Regions from separate parts of the Mus musculus genome. Here region 1 is linked to region 2. Evidence: chromatin contacts called from public Hi-C data. All regions are on one chromosome and are shown on one strand. Each heading gives the region's core, a stretch centred on a gene start, on an enhancer-like site or on the middle of the called end of the contact. The rest is flanking DNA. Distances are from core to core; before and after follow the strand shown.

Region 1 (5,177 bases), core at 210-2,709, 4.0 Mb before region 2:
CTTGACAGTAGGGATCTGTCTTCGGACGGAAAGAGAAGCGCCTGGTGAGAAAGAGAACCATCCTCAGAATTGCTCTTCTAACAATCTTAACACGGGGACAAAACCTGATCTAACTTACAGCTATATACCAGTTGTCAGGTGGGAATGTCAATCGGGGCTTCTTTAGAGTCAAAAGACCAGTCAGCCTCCGTCTCCTGGTATTAGATAAAATACTTTGAGATTTACAATCTCTTTCTTGTTTTATTGGGTATTTAAGGTTTTTTTTTTCTTGTGAATATTTTCATGAAAACCAACCTCAACCCTAAACTTTTTTTTCTCTCATATATATTTAGAAGAACCAATTCATGAACAGAACACATGAATATTTAAGTTTGGCAACTGCTGGTTTTCACCAGAAATGCGAGGGCTACTATCATTTCCTGTTTTCTGTCCAGGGTATGTGAGCATGAAGATTCTGAGTTAAATTCCCTAAGACCGCACAGAGGATGAGCAAATGGGACCAGATTTGGTCTGCAGCCTTCAGAACTAAGAACTCCTTAGAGGAACATGCATCATGCCATGAACCCCCCCGCCCCTCATTCTGTTATGCAAAACATATGCTTTCAAAAGCTGCATCTCTTTCCACTTCACTATGCCCACGCCAGCCACCACTCCACCCACCCCTGTCCCCCGCAACCCCGAAGACCGAGCGCTTCTTGTTTCGCAATTCCCCACAGGCTGTCAAAACTTAGCTAAGTCAAAGACTGCGATCACCTCCTCAGGTCCGGAGCCCTACCTACCCTCCAGGTTGAAGTGGACCAACAAGGTGATCCTGACTAGCCTAGGGAGGAAATTCCCCGGGTCAGTCAGCTAAATTCCCCATTTAGCTCAGTAAGGACACAGGGGAGCAAGCAGGCTCCCTGTAAATTCTCCCCAAATGTTATGCAATGGCAGCTAACGATAAGGCATGAAATAATTGCAGTGTTTAAAACATTTTAACCTGCTCTCCAAGTCAGTAGCACCTAAAAGTCACTCCGTGCAGTGATGTCACTCTCCATTCCTCCCAGGACTCTGAACTGCCCAGAACCGGTGAGGATCCCCGAGTTGCCAACTATTTAGGAACTATGCTCTTAGTGTCGCCCGCCCTGTGCCCTGCGTCCCCGGGCGCGCTAAGGTATCGGATCCGCCCTCTCCAAGTCCCCTCCCCGCCCCGCTCCGTCTCACTCACTTGTAGGGCACCGGCCAGCGTTGCCCAGACGTCGGGGACGCGCCCAGAATCGTCGCCAGCCCGAGCAGCGCCAGCGCGAGCGCCGGGCGCCAGTGCGCTCCACATGGCCCCCCGCGCAGCATCCGCGGCTCCCTGAGATCCCGGAGGCTCCGGGGCCCCGGCGTCGGCCTTGCGTGCGCGCCGCCGCGAGGAGCCAGCCAAGCACCAGCGCCGGCTTGGCCGTGTGACCTCCGGGCGCGTGACGCCTCCCCTGTCCCGGCCGGGGCGGGGCGCCTCTGTTCCAGCGCGCGTGCGCTGGACGCTAAAAAGCCCTGTCCTCCCGGAAGGGTGAGACTGGTACTGCAAAACTCACTCCAGCCTGGTGGATGTGTGCTATGCCTCTAGCGCAAAGGTGCTTTCTGCCCTCCCCGCAGCCATCACCAGCCAAACCGTAACAACAATAAAACACTTATGAACTTTCTTGACCCACATGGCCCAGGCCAGTCTCCAACACAAATCTTCTGCTTGGAGACACTGGGTGCTCAGCGGAATTAAAAAATGAGGACATTACAGGAAATGATTGCCCTCTCCTGGCCTCTCTGAGAATGTTGCAAAGATCAGCAATGACAATATGCTTTCCGTGCTGCCATCGGCATCACCAGACTTGGACTGCTCTGCTCCGGTTCTGTCCTCTGCCACACTTAGTATTATCCGTGACTCTTCAAAGCTTAAGACCGACCAATAGAGCTAGGTTTAATCCATTTATCCTCCGGTCCTCCTTTGTCCAGTAAGTGTAAGATTGCTAAGAGCATCACGCCATACGGAATCAGGCTGTTCAGGCCACTGCACTGAGTGATGGCAACCAAGATCACTCACGTACGCTGGAGATGAGACTGGAACAGGCAGTATTTTGGAGATCTCCTAGCAAACCCACTATGTGTATGCACATAGGAGCTGCATGAGGTCTGAACTACAAAGCGAACACGGGATCCTTTTTGCTTGCCAACTCTGAAGCTCAAGAAGAGATAGAAATGTCAGATCCAGAAACCCTTTATCAAAAGTTTTGGACCTATCTGGGTTGTAGTGTGAGGCTGATATTCTCAGAGATTCCTCTGCCAAAGGTTCTAGCTGTTTCGTCCTTGCTGATGTATTTTCCAAAAGGAAAAAAAAAAAAATTAAGTCTGTAAATTTTAGGAGACAAAGTTTCTCAGGGAATGAAAAAAACAGGGTGTCATCATGATACTTTAACGTGTCCTAGCAGGTGATGGCTGGCTTTCTCTTTTTGACTTCAGGATGATAACTAGCCAGGCAAACGTGTTAAGTTCAAGCTCATCTTTGCTTTCTTATTTATAACTCTGTGAACTAAATAAATCACTATTCTGAGAAGGGTTTCCAGGTTGCTAAAGGTTCTGTCAAACACGACATGCTTTTTTGCTTCGGACACACCAATTTTCTAACCACATTTTAATGAAAGAGTAATGATATTTTAACTAGGTTTGTAGGCCTTAGATATACTCACCTGCTTTATAGGTGCTTAACTGCCCTAAACAAATACATCAACTGTATTGTAGCCTCTAATTTCAGATTTTTCTTAACAGTTTTTCTTGCCTATCACAGCATAATGTCAAAGATGCTACAATAGGTCAAAGGTGAGTTTAAAGGTTCAATTTAGGGTTGAATTTAGTAAAGTTAGAAATTGTAATAGTCACTCATGAGGAGAATCGATGGGGGCATCTGTTTTATTTTTTAATTATGTATGTATGTATGTATGTATGTATGTATGTATGTATATATGTATTATTTATGTAGCTGTCTTCAGACACACGAGAAGAGGGCATCAGATCCTATTCCAGATGGTTGTGAGCCACCATGTGGTTGCTGGGAATCGAACTCAGGGCCTCTGGAAAAGCAGTCAATGCCTTTCACCACTGAGCCATCTCTCCAGCCCCCGGGGGCATCTGTTTAATGTATGACACACATGTATGATATGTAAACCCCTAATTCAAAATCAAGAAATTTATAATTTACAATCTTTGACCATTTGCATTGATTCTTTTAGAGTAGTCTTTAAGCTTGAACTGAGTTACTGAATATGAGTTTTTATTTTCATTTTGAACAGTTATGAGTCTTTCTCAAGAAAACCAGCTTCATAACAAACATTTCTCTCTTTCTTACATGATTTGATAAAACATGTTGTCTGGACATGGAGGGACATCTGAAATCCCAGCACTCAGGAGGCTGAGGCAGGAAGATCTACAGTTTGAGACAGTCTGGTCTATAGAGCAATACCTTGTCTCAGAACAAAACCTAAAAAACTGCAACAAAGAAACCAATAAAAGTCCTTTGCTCGGACTCTGACTGCGCTCCTGCACTGTGCTTCAGCAGGCCAAACTAAAATGGAATTCTTGTGCTATCTGTGTGTAAACAAAGTGATTTAAAAATTTTTATGTGTATGCGTGTTTTGCCTGCATGTATGTCTATACATCATGTGCATGTAGGTCCATGATGTACTCAGAAGCCAGAAGAAGTCATCAGATCCCCACAGGACCCCTCTGTGAGGTGAGGTCTGGGAATTGAACCTGAGTCCTCTGTAAGAGCATCCGGTGCTCTCAGCCGCTGAACCTAAACAGTCAAATTATAAAGAAACGAAGAAACCCCCTAAGTTGGAGATTTATAGCAACCAATCAAAAAGAGACTTAAAGTCTGTCGATGTACTACAACAGTCTTTGGTGGTGGTTAATCTTCAGGGCCAACTTAACTACACTAAAAATTTCCACAGAAAACACACTTCTGAGTGCATGTTTGAGAGTGTGTCCAGAAGGTTGGACTGAAGACAGAAGACCCACGCTGAGTGTGTGCAGAACCATGCTGTGGATTTCTTCCTGGACTGAATAAGGAGAAAGCAGGGTGACCACCAGCATTCATATCCCTCTGCTTGGTTACTGCAGTGGCCATATGCCTCATGCATGCATCACCACCATGCCCCCTGCCATGTTAACTATATTCTTAAACCTGACCCAAAATCAACCCTTCCTTCCTTGCGCTGATTCTGTGAGGCACGTTATCATAACAGAGCAATCGATGCATCCTCTCTATCTAAACTCTTCCAATAACCTGATGTTACTTTTTGGACTTCTGTTTTCATTCTCCTGCCTTAGTTACCTTACATAAACCTGTCTCTGTGCCACAGTAACAAATCTAATCTATTTTAGTTGGGGTGCTGGCCAGTTTATGGCTCCCCAATAAAAGCCAAATTTGTGGATATATGTACAAAGTTTGCTGGTATAATCTGATGAATTTAGCTTAAAATTGAATTCCAATACACATAATGGTTCTGAAAGTCTATCTCGGGCCTTAGAGAAGATAAGTTAGAGCCTTTACCACTGAGCCACACCTTATCTTAACTACCCATAACAAAGAAATAAAGGGCACAAACCATTGGTCAAACAAAAGTATGTTAGTGTCAAGGTTTTGACAGAGATGGGATTTGCTAAACATACCCTACAACAAAGCTATGCTGAAAGTGTTCCTTTCTGAATTCGGACCTAAGTGGTGTTGGCTTAGAGCCACTGAGCAGATTTTCAGAGTCCTATCAGGCAGTGACAGAAACAGATCTGACCTCCAGAGCTCAGGACCAGACTGGAGAATGTTGTTTCCCATACCCGCTAGTCTTTATTCTCCTTTTCCTAATGATATCCATCGACACAAATGTCGATGCTGCTGCTCTTCCTTCTACTTGCTATCGATGTCATATGTACGTCTAATCTGGGCTTCTGGCACTAACATTCAGCCATGTGAATCTCATGCCAGGTCAAAGGCTAGAGGCAGCCTTCCAGGTGAGCCACCCACCAGATGTGCAGCCTTCCAGGTGTGCATCCTACCACACATGGTTTTGAGCAGCTCAAGTTAGACTTCTGCTTGGGTGTAGGTTCAGGTTGTTACTAAACATTGTAAACATAGGGTCACAGTGAATTTCTGCTGGAAGACATGG
Region 2 (4,800 bases), core at 2,242-4,741:
CATGTATAATTTGGTCCATATCTACTTCCCTATATGGTAACCAGTCACCAATGTGATAGGAGTTGAGGGGAGGCCGTCTGGGGAATGCTTAGGTTGCACAGGCAGTGTGCCTAGGACAGGAGTGACTGCCCTAATGAAACAGACTGATGGAGAAAAATAGCCGCCCTTCTGCCAGGTGAGGACTCAGCAAGAGGCAGAAGACCCTGAATGGACAGAACTCATGACCAGCGCCCACTCCTGGATATATTGGCTGCCACACAGTGAAAACAAATTCCCATTCCTAAGGTTTTTGTTTCAGCATCTCAGAGAGAGCAAGGCAAGAATAACAGCTATAGCCTAATGTGTACTACTGGCTCAGTCATTAATGTGAAGTGCTATTTCTTTACTGCATTAAAACCTTGAGGTCTTGAAGGGGCCCCATTAAGAAATTGTTCCTTCTTTCTCATGTATTTTCCTCATGGGCAGAGCATGTATCTAGCAGGCTGAAAGCCCTGGGTTTGATCCCAAGCGGCTCACAAATAAGTAAATAATCAAATTTTAAACCAATACTTTATGATTTATTTAACTTTTATGAGTCTGAATGTTTTGCTTGCACATATGTATGTTTCAGTCTGGTGCCCTCGGTGGCCAGAAAACAGTACTGAATCCTCTGAAATTGCGGGTTCTGAAATCTGAGCCAGTGTTGTAATGGGAAGAGCAGCAAGCTCTGTGAACTGCCTAGCTATCTCTCTCGCCCTCTCCTTCTTCCTACTAAGTCGTGGAGTGTGCGTGCGTGCGTGTGTGTGTGTGTGTGTGTGTGTGTGTGTGCGTGCGTGCGTGTGTGTGTGTACGTGTGTGTATGTGAGTGTGAGTGTGTGTGCGTGTGTGTGTGTGTGTGCGCGTGTCTGTGCGTGTGTGTGCGTGCCATGAGTCAGCTCTCTTTCACTCTACATCCCAGGGATGGAGCTCAGGTCCCCAGGCTTGGACGGTTAAGCATTTTTACCCATGAAGTTATCTCATTGGCCCCAAAGAAATACATTATCTTCTAGTAGAGAAACGCTGAGTATCTTAATATGCATATCATATTAAGTAGCATAGAGCTAAAATAAAAGACCAAGTTAACAAGAAGAAGTATAACAACGTAAACAAACTGCTGGACACGGGCTTTTGCCGGAAGAGCTGAGATGGAGAGTGAAGAGGGAAAGTTCACTGTCAGAAACAAGTAACTGTCTTAGGAACAGAAGAAGTAACACTGCAGAGATGTGTCTGGAGGCCAGTCACTATTTCTTAGGGCTCGTTTCACCTCTACCAGGCATTCCATGAACTACCCTGGGACTAAGTACCACACAAGGCAAAAAGACAACTAGTTCACCGCCACTAAAGGATAACGCACTTGCTAAAGACAATGGTCACCTAAAATTGACTTCTATGACACAGTACCTCTCAGACAGAGTAACTGTGTAGGAAGGTTAACAAGGAAATCCGACTTCTAAAGAAAGGACAATTGAGATTCAGCAATACAGTTATGATCTTCACTCTTCCTATCAGACCAGTCAGTCCCAGAAAACTTGGCTACATTTTCATTCTTAAGAAAATACATATTCCACTAATGTCACACTCTAAAACTTGAGCCTTCAAAGGTAACTCACTCATACACTTAAAACACCCCATTTCAATACGCAAACTGCAGAAAGGCAACATTGGACAAGGAGTATGAAGTGTGGCATTTAAATTCCAAATATATATATATTTTTGTTTGTTTGTTTGTTTTGTTTTTTCGTTTTTGAGACAGAAAAATCACATAGTCTGGCTATCCTAGACCTCCCCATGTAAATCAGGATGGCCTAGAATTCAGAGCAATGGGCCTGCCTCTGCTTCCAAGGGCTGGGATTAAAGGCATGTGCAGCCGCACCCGGCCTATACACCAACTTATCTTTCCTTTTCAGTTTCAAGAGAATAACAGTTTGCATCTGACCTTACCTTTGTAAGATAATCCATTTTCAAGTTGTCGATCATCATGTTTTTCTGGGATAGCTCGATTTTCAGTAACTGAATATTATGAAGTATCTCTTTTCTTTCGATTAACTGCCTGGTGATTTTGACTTTACCTTCTCGCTCCTCTGATGATGAGACATCATCTGTATGAATGGTTGTTTCCAAACTAATATCTTCAGACTCCAGAGAACTAGAGATATTTACTTTTTTTGGTTCCTTGGCAATTTTGCGAGACATTTTATTATTTGAATCAATCTTCTGTAGAATAAAAAGAAATAAAGTTAAATATACAAAAAAAAAAAAACCTACTACAGGGCATACAGAGCATTAAAGAGACACCAAGGATCGCCTAGATCATTAGGTATTGGAAGGTCCCAAATGTAAGCCAGATTAGTGTTCAAATCAAACAGACTCACTAAATCCTATCATGAACTCACCCATTGTCCTGTGTGTGTGTGTGTGTCTCGGGGCAAGAATCTTACTTGAAGGTAACAGATAAATAAAGTCATGTAAAATAGAAAGGATAGCCCTATAATACTAAGTTTCAAACTCAAGGAGAGGTTGATTTTTGTCACTGAAGGTCCTCACAGAAGTAGTATTGAAATCTGGACACAGAGAGAAAAATGTTGGTATGTCGGTGGAGGGTTTATAAAGCAAGACTTACATGCCAGGTTTAGTTTTACAGTTAAGGCATCACCGAAAAATTTGAAAACAGGCTCAGAGTGCGACAAAAGCATTTTTAAATAACTTGAAAAACCTAAAGAGGTTAGAAGGGTACAAACTCGAATATTCTGAATAGCACATTTTAGCCTTCACAAGGCTTTTTGTAACTCCCTTGTTTAAATACGACACGATTTAGTAAAATAGTTATAGAACTAGCTATTTCAGTTTCTCTAAGAGGAACGCTAAAGAAGGAGGTCTGTGTGGTGGGGGGGAACAGGAAGAGCTTCAGTACAATCCGCCTCTTTCCTTTTTAAAGGGAAAGGATTGGGGGGGAAAAAAAGTAAAATAAGAAAACAAATCCTTGCGTGAGTTACCAAGGACCAGGGACCGGCTTCTCCCTCTTTGATTAAGAAATCCGTACATTCTAAACTTCCTACATTTTAGCATCTCTGCGCCGCGTGAGAAAGAAAGGGAAAAGGATTCCTGGAAGCTACCTCTCAATGGTCAGTAACTCCGCATATAAGGATAACACCAGCTTCACCCGGACTCTTGGAAGAACCAATGGCGTCTTCAGTCAGCAGCTCAGGCTGCCACCCCTCAACAGGTATCTCGGGGCTACCGGACCGTTAGGATCGGTCACCAAGACAACCACACGCCGTGCCCCAGAAGAAGTCGGAAGAACCTGGGGTGCGCAGGTACCCAAGCTCACTCCTTCCCGGAAGCCAGTCGGAAGCGGTGCAGGCTGGGAGCTGTAGTCCAGAGGAAAGCCCCGCCCACCGGCGGGAGGAAACAACCAACACTCGCCCAATCACCGCGACCGTCGGGGAACGAACGCGCCTTCGTGTTTTCTCGCGAGAGTGACCTCACCAGCCAGCGGGCAAAAGCGGGAATGCGCGTGGCCGCGCCTCGGTTTCTTAGCTGACGGCCGGGATCCCACGCCGCGAGGCGAGATGCTCAGGTCCAAGACGTTCTTGAAGAAGACCCGCGCGGGCGGCGTGGTGAAGATCGTGCGCGAGCACTACCTGCGGGATGACATCGGCTGCGGCGCGCCGGCTTGCTCGGCCTGCGGCGGGGCGCACGCGGGCCCGGCCCTGGAGCTGCAGCCCCGGGACCAGGCGAGCAGCCTCTGCCCGTGGCCGCACTACCTTCTGCCGGACACCAATGTGCTGCTGCACCAGGTGCGTGGACGCGGGGCCGCGTGGTGACGAGGGGGCGTGGCAGACAGGGACGCTGGGGACCGGGGAGGCGGGTCTTGGGATGTTGGATGGAGAGAGGCAAGTACCGTGGCTACCCTCGCTCGCATCCTGCCATCCAGGCTGAGGTACCGTTCCCTGATGTCACTTTATTTATTTATATATATATATTTTTTTTCGGTTCTTGGAGTCTTATTTTTAGACACGTTACATTTTCTAACCCCTGGTGTCTCTTCTACTTTAGATTATAAGTGCCTGGAAGCCGGGGACCTGGGCTTCTGTGGCCTCCAGATTGCGACCCCCAGGCAGCTTGTAAGTGCCTACGAACAAAAAATTGTGTGGGCCAGCATAATTTACTTATTAATAGCTCTGGTATTGCAAACTCTGTGGTCCGATTATGGGTGCTTGTCATCGTCTCAGGCCTACAGGGTCCCCCCTTAGTGACTTTGTCAAGTTTTTTCTGCAGCCAAGTACCACTTTGGCCTAACGGAGAGTCAGTGTTTTAAACTGTCACAAGAATTCAGGCTGGGCAGAGAGTTCAAGGTAGAACTGAAAACGGGGGAGTTAACATTTGGCTTTGGTTTTTTAAGATTGATGTCCTCGAACACCCGGCCATCAGAAATGTCATTGTGCTACAAACAGTGATGCAAGAAGTGAGAAACCGGAGCGCCCCCATCTACAAGCGAATCAGGGATGTGACCAATAACCAGGAAAAGCATTTCTATACCTTCACTAATGAGCACCATAAGTAAGTATCACAAAACCACAGGGCTACCTAAATTTAACAGACTTCTTGGAAAGGAATTTATCAAACACAGGCTGTAGCTTCCTGTGCTGCTTGGTGGTTACCTGGTTGTGTGGAAGACAGTGCTACCTACATAGGCTCATCTAAGGTCGCAGTGTTAGTGAGGTCACACCCTAAACCAGGATCTAGCCGCTAAAGTCGTCCTTTTACTTCTGAAATGCTCCC

The links. A called contact is a pair of places that touch in the nucleus more often than the background predicts.
Region 1: a contact with region 2 is called in a Hi-C map of CD8 T cells, with 4 times the contacts expected there. The contact joins the promoter of Cln5 here to the promoter of Dis3 in region 2. A contact is called at or near these places in 1 of 39 promoter capture datasets (pre-B cells) and 5 of 484 Hi-C or Micro-C datasets (CD4 T cells, CD8 T cells, the G1E-ER4 cell line and 1 more).

What each region holds. Positions count from the first base shown.
Region 1 is chr14:103,066,498-103,071,674 of GRCm38.p6, reverse strand. Cln5 (ceroid-lipofuscinosis, neuronal 5) reads right to left here and starts at 1,459. Exons shown (of 4, transcript NM_001033242.1): 1 at 1,208-1,459; 2 at 1-41. The coding sequence starts at 1,329.
Region 2 is chr14:99,098,461-99,103,260 of GRCm38.p6, reverse strand. It overlaps Dis3 (DIS3 homolog, exosome endoribonuclease and 3'-5' exoribonuclease), which reads left to right and starts at 3,491. Exons shown (of 21, transcript NM_028315.2): 1 at 3,491-3,815; 2 at 4,421-4,578. The coding sequence starts at 3,588. It overlaps Pibf1 (progesterone immunomodulatory binding factor 1), which reads right to left and starts at 3,837. Exons shown (of 18, transcript NM_029320.3): 1 at 3,132-3,837; 2 at 1,960-2,232. The coding sequence starts at 2,211.